Regions from separate parts of the Mus musculus genome. Here region 2 is linked to region 1. The links are chromatin contacts, called in public Hi-C maps. All regions are on one chromosome and are shown on one strand. Each heading gives the region's core, a stretch centred on a gene start, on an enhancer-like site or on the middle of the called end of the contact. The rest is flanking DNA. Distances are from core to core; before and after follow the strand shown.

Evidence for each region. Hi-C and Micro-C count contacts between places; a contact is called where the count stands out from the background.
Region 2: a Hi-C map of cerebellum shows a contact between it and region 1, with 4 times the contacts expected there. The contact joins two enhancer-like sites. A contact is called at or near these places in 3 of 484 Hi-C or Micro-C datasets (cerebellar granule neurons and cerebellum) and 1 of 115 datasets of contacts at active chromatin or transcription factors (stem cell-derived neural progenitor cells).

What each region holds. Positions count from the first base shown.
Region 1 is chr11:18,013,348-18,016,471 of GRCm38.p6, forward strand. No RefSeq gene overlaps it. Among named protein-coding and RNA genes, the nearest start is that of Gm31505, 15 kb to the left of the region's middle. Within about 2 kb of position 1,469, at least 6 of the 459 cell types and tissues checked have an H3K27ac peak or open chromatin away from gene starts, as enhancers often do. A contact at or near this core is called in cerebellum, where this site is marked.
Region 2 is chr11:18,579,811-18,582,934 of GRCm38.p6, forward strand. No RefSeq gene overlaps it. Among named protein-coding and RNA genes, the nearest start is that of Gm12022, 88 kb to the left of the region's middle. Within about 2 kb of position 1,436, at least 25 of the 459 cell types and tissues checked have an H3K27ac peak or open chromatin away from gene starts, as enhancers often do. A contact at or near this core is called in cerebellum, where this site is marked.

The DNA.
Region 1 (3,124 bases), core at 219-2,718:
GACAGTCTGGACTAACTTCATCATCTCTGCATGTTTACCTTGAAGAAAAGCACACTCAGGCACACCAGAGCAAAAATGAAAATTTTTTTAGTGATGACAATAGAAGTGCACATGAATTGGGTACGTGTTCACTTTAATCAACAGCGAGGGTTTCACAGTGTTTTATTTTCCATTTATTTTTGGAACAGAATTATGTTCACTTATTAAAGAAGTGTGCATCTGAGGGAGATCTTTTCTAAGGCAATGATTTAAAACGTGGAACAATGTATGCCTACCAAAATATTGTCTTGATGACATTTGTAACACCAAAACTAGAAGGTTTTTAATCATCCTGTTAATTTTAATTTAATTTTAATTAACAGGAGCATGGTTAGAAAAGGAAGATAGTGGGCTTGGCCCAGTGGGCAAACTCCTTGGTCTGAAGCATGGGGGCACAAGTTCAGATCTCTAATTCTCACGACTGTAGAGTGGTGTGTGCCTGTAATCCTAGTGCTTAAGGGTTGAGAAAGAGAAAAATCCAGAAGACCCTGCCTAACAAAACTCAGTAGAAAAGACTTCCCACTGGCAACCTCATGGTATCCACATATACCACACGGCATGCACACATGCCTATAGCAAACTCAAGCATCCACGTGCACACACGCACACAATTTAAAAAAAAATAACATTCATTTGATGGAAAATTATGCTGTCAATAAAAATGATGGGTTTATATCAAAAATGTGGGAAATAAATGGCAAGATATGAAGTGGGAGAAAAATCAGAATAGAAGATTAAGTTGTAAGATGATTACAATAAGCTTGTGATGTGCAAATAATAAAAAAAACTTAAAGAGCGCATACAAGTCTGCTTGTCATCATATTAAGGACCAAAATTGATTTTTTACCCATTTTCAAGCTTCTATTATCATACCAAAGTACTTAAAATGCATTTTAAAATGATTAAATCGTTAAGAAAATCAAGAGTTAACTTATATTTTTATCTTAAACATCAGTTATTACAGACTTTTGAGGTAAGTTAGACAATTTCCAAATTCCCACTTCAAAAAAAAAAAAGTTAAACTCTAAAGACGTTATCCGTGTCAAACCTAATACAAATACATTCTATTTAAAAACGACTTAAGTAAACACATTTCTGTACATGATATCAAACTCAATCCCAAAGCATTTTCACCTAGCCATTGTCAACCCCCCCTCCCCCCAGCAGCCTTTTCTACAGAGGAAACAAAGGGCGCATATCAAAACCACCACAAACTCCTTTCATTTCGCTGAGAAGTTTGAGACACACTTTCATGTGAATTTTGGCCTCTGTACAGCACCACTGTGCATCGTTTTCATCTGAGACTTGAACATATTGGGGAAACTAGAATCCTCCTTTCTTTTATCCTGTCATTTCCCAACCCTCCCCCACCACTGCCAGTGATGGGCATATGGCAGGCGCCCTCCACGGAATCTCAAACAACAGGAGGGACCTGATTTCAATTCCTACATCCTGTCATCAGTGACTCGTGGGATATTTTGTTCTTGCAAGGCTAAGGATGTGATTCGAATTTGCCATACGGACAGAGCTTAGCGGGGTGCCACTTTTACCACTGGAACCCTCCTCCATCAGTTAATTAAACATGATACAAACCACCACGTGCATTTGTAAAGTAAGATTAATACGGTTAAGTCAGAGCAAATGAGGAATCCCCCATATTGGAAGATCACACTTCCCGAAACTCAATACTTTTAAGTAGCCTTCGTCAGTTTAATCCCTCAGACTGCTTTGTGCAACTTGAAACCCGGAGCTGTCATCTTTAGCCAAAAATACAGCATAACTTCCTTAGCTTTTACCCTATTGTTGAAATCAGCATTCACAAACCTTTCAGCGGCCTACAGTGCAGCTCCTGACCGCCTGCAACACCGGAAACACATTTAATAAATATTTCATTTTGTTTTAACATGAAGACTTCCCCATCTTTTTTTCCCCCTCCTTTCCTGGGGAGCTCCAGGCTACCCCCAAGCTGTGCACTCCATCACCGTGGTCAGTTAGGTTTATAGCCTTAATAAAAGGATTTTCCCCTCCACGTGCTAGGGAGCCTTGTTAAAGCAGGGCAATTACAGAGACACAAGATAGGTGCTCTGCAAAGATCAAAGCTCACCTAAAGAAAGCTCTGTAGGAATTCAGAGCTTTCTTTGAAAAGTGCTCAGTTTACAAAGTAGAGAGGCATTAAACCCCAGGAATTACAAAGAAAAAAAAAAGCCCAGTTTTGAATAATGTTAAAGTCTGACAGTAGTTAATATGTGATCTCCTTTAGCCACTCTGTGAGTATTCTTCCTAATATCTATTCACAGCATAGCAATAATAGCTCCAAAGGAACCATTATACTCCAAAGACATACACACGGATGGATCCTTAATATCAAATGCATTACCTCCTCAGTAGGTACATTTTAATCTCCATATCCTAGCTCAGGGGAAGGGTAAGAAAATAGCCTGTACATTTCTGCAGAAGAAAACCAATGCAGTCAACCCAGGTCTGGAGGTTGGTGTCAGACAGTGGGATTCGCCAGCTTTATATTCCACACTGAAGGAGTGTGGACGGTCTGCCTTGAGCTGGACTATGTCTAATTGGCACCTACCACTTCACCAAGAAAACTTACCTAACTATTCCTGGGAGTTGGAGCAGCCAAGCTTAAGCAATGTAACATTTCTTCTACCTCAGGAGACTACATCATTCTTCCTGAACACACACACACACACACACACACACACACACACACACACACAGACACACACACAGACACACACACACACAGCATGCACACGCATAAATGACTACATGTATTAGTTGTCAGTTTTGCTTCAGAATAACATTGATGAACCTTGGAGTTGTTCACTGTTTGCCCCACCGTAAGGTTGTAGGAATATTCAGTGGGAAGAGTGATATGTTTTCTTTTTCCCAGTGTTTTCCATTTCTCTATTCCCCATCCTCCTATCACTATCATCATCATGACCACTGATATTGTTGCATCTTGTTGTGTAGCTCAGGCTGGCTTTGAACTCATAATTCTTCTGTCTCAGCTACTTGAATATTAGGTCTAACCAGCTACACCTGGGTAAGATTCCTTTTTGGATTCCTG
Region 2 (3,124 bases), core at 186-2,685, 570 kb after region 1:
ACTGACCTTGGAGGGGTTGGGTCTTGAATGTTACGGTGACCTCCTGAGCCTAGTTATGGCTTCCAAGGGAATTACAAAGTTAAGAGCTGACTGACTTGGCTTTTCATTGGTGATAGACAAGTTCCTTTCTTGACCGTTTTGACTAGAGTCTTGAGCCAGTCATATTCAACAAGATAAGGACAATTTCTTAGTTGGCTCAGACAACTGTGACACAGCAGAAACATAGGAAACTTCATAAGGAGTGGAAGGAAGAGACAGGAAAAGTCACTCTCCTCTTCTCACACTTTCCATACCGTTCTATGCCTATATTGCCTTCATATCACAAATCAGCAAAGGACCTTTGATCACAAAGGTCTGAGAAGTAATGGGACAGAAAGCCTCTTAAGGAGTAGGATCATTACCAGATGTGACAAGAACCCAGTTATGGCCTCAATCCTCTCGTCTCTATGAGGCCACAGAGGACCTGTGGGAGAAAGTGTTTTAATTATTTGACAAGAGCTGTCTGAAAGAGTAGTTTCTAAAACAAGTGTGAAAAACATACTTAAGGAGCAAGATGCTGTGCAATCTTTAAAAATGAATTATCTCCTAAACAGTCTGGTGGTAGATGAACATAATTGTTCCCCAGTGATTCATAGAACCAGAGTGGTTTGCAGACTCTAAGCCCCCACTGCTTGGATTCACTCCTGCCTCTAGCACTCACTTACAAAGATGTTGGGGGTAGGCAACTCTGTTCACATCATGTTCTTCACCTATAAGGAAAATATATTCCTCATAGGGTTAAAGTTTGGAAATATAAATTATTAGAAAGCATTGCACATGCTGAACACTCATTAAAAACTTTAATTCAATGTAACATTCTGCCTTGATGTAAAATCCCCAGGCCAGAAACCGAAGATGGCAATAATTTCTTCCTTAAAGTTTTATTATTCATAAATAACTGTAAGAACCAGACTCTAGAATTTCTTCAAGCGTCTTCCTACCAAACTACCCGAGGTTCTCCAGAAACACATTCTGCTTCTGAGAAACAAGGCCTGGGTATTGGGATGGAGCATGCTGTTGCTTTATACCATAGTGTGCTTGTGTTAATGACTATTTTTATTAGCCTGGCATTGGTGACAATCAAAGAATTAAAGGAGCAAAGAGCTAGTAGCTCCTAGCCCAACGGGCACCACAGATGCTGTACACAAACCAATATAAAAGGCACAAACTTTATACTCTGTTCTTTTCTCTCAGGCTTTCTCTATATGCTGAGCTATCCCCAGACAAAGGAGAGAACTGCTCTGTGGAAAATGATGGTCTCCACAGTGCTTCCGACAGAATGCATTCATTTTCCTGGAATGGAGTGCCAACTAGGCCCAGCCACCTTCTGCTCCTAGAGAATGATTGCCTCAGCCCAGTTCTTAAGAGACCAGCAGTGAGTCCATGTTCAGTGGGGCCTGGGCTGAGCTCTTGCAGCCTTCCCCCAGCCCTGGAAACCTTGGCAGGCATCAGTTCTGAGCCTGCATGTCCCCACCGATGTGGAAATTGTCATGTGTTACGATGCTTTAAGGGTATTGTTGAAGCTTTCATCGAAGTATAGCAGGCTCCCACCTCATGCTAAGTAAAGCAGCTGGTAAATGTTGCGCTGTGGCTGCAGATGGATTGGTGGTGGCAGGCCCAGAGCTCACCACCTCTACTTAAACAGGTGTTTGACTCTGTATTTTCCAGGTGGCCAGAAGGAGCCTGATTATTCAGCGAGAGTAGAAGCCATGCGGGATAGGAATAGCTCTCCAGCATTGGCAAGAGGGAGCAGCCAGCCACTTGGCTTTAATCCATCTGTTCACAAGACATGATCTTAAAGCCAGAACTTTTCCACTGGAGACTTCCTACTTTGAATTTTAATGGTCAGGTCAGCAAGGGCATTGTGGCGCCAACTCCCATGCTTTGTCAAGAGCTGCCTTGTTGCCTGGGGAAAGGGGGTTGGCTAACTAAGTTACAAGAGTCAGAGGCCATTGGAGTTTCCAGCCAGGGTATTGCTGCTTCATCAGCCCAGCTGCCAGGTGGAACATGAGAAGATAAAGTTGCCACGGCATGTTATATTTCTCCACGGCCATGGATCTACCTTTAAGAGGGAGATCCTCTGTAGTCACTGGGAAATGACAGGCAGCATCAACAGCTAGCCACAAAATCACAATGCAAAAATAAACAGATGTTCACTGGAAGGCATACAAGCATCTTTTAGCAGCAAAAAGATTCACAAATAAGTTTTCAAGGCAATCAGGGTAAGGGAGATTGGAACCACCTGTCTATTTAAGGGATTCCTGAGATGAGCTCAAACCAGTCTGAGACACTCAGAACATCTTAATTGAAAAACATTAAGAGAAAATAGCACACTGGCAAGAGGAAACATACTTAAGTGTAGAAATAAGCTAACATCAAAAAGTCCCTGGCAAGGATTCTCAAGCAAGAAGAAGCTTGAGAAAGCCAGTTCATTTTCTTCACAGCTCAGGGTCTACAAATCTCAGGGGAACCCCTGAGCATAAAGGAGTACAGGACCTCCACATTCATATACAGAATGGGTGGGTGAGCAAGGGATACACAGCTCTCAAGTCCTTTCCAATGGCTTGGAGTAAGATGAGTAAATCTGTCATGACTTATAAATGGGAGAGAAGAGTGGGGACAGGCCTTCTCATGGGGCCACCTGCCCCAAAACTGGTGCTGTGGGTGCCCCTGCCTTTCCCTGGCTCCTGTGACACAGCAGACTGGAGGGGACAGGAAGACAGCTGTCAGATTTCACATGGCACTCACTCTTGGCAAAGAGACAAGTCTAGCGGCGGCCAAACCCTTGTCATGATCCCATCAGTCCCACAATGGTGGGGCTTCTGCTGGCTAGTGGCAGGTCACAGGAGTGTGGGAGCTCCTCTGACCCCCACATCTGAGTCCCTAAATCAAACTGCTTTCCCTCCAGAAAAGCCTGGGTGAGAAATTTCTTGTGCCAAGTTTGTTTATACAATGAAGAAATGTTGCTGAGATCATAGGCAGGTGTCTTCCTGCTATTGTTTATTTATAATTCATAGCCTAAGTTGCTTAGAAATGGATTAAAGAATAATAAAACCATATATAGTCATATAAACAATTAGTCTTG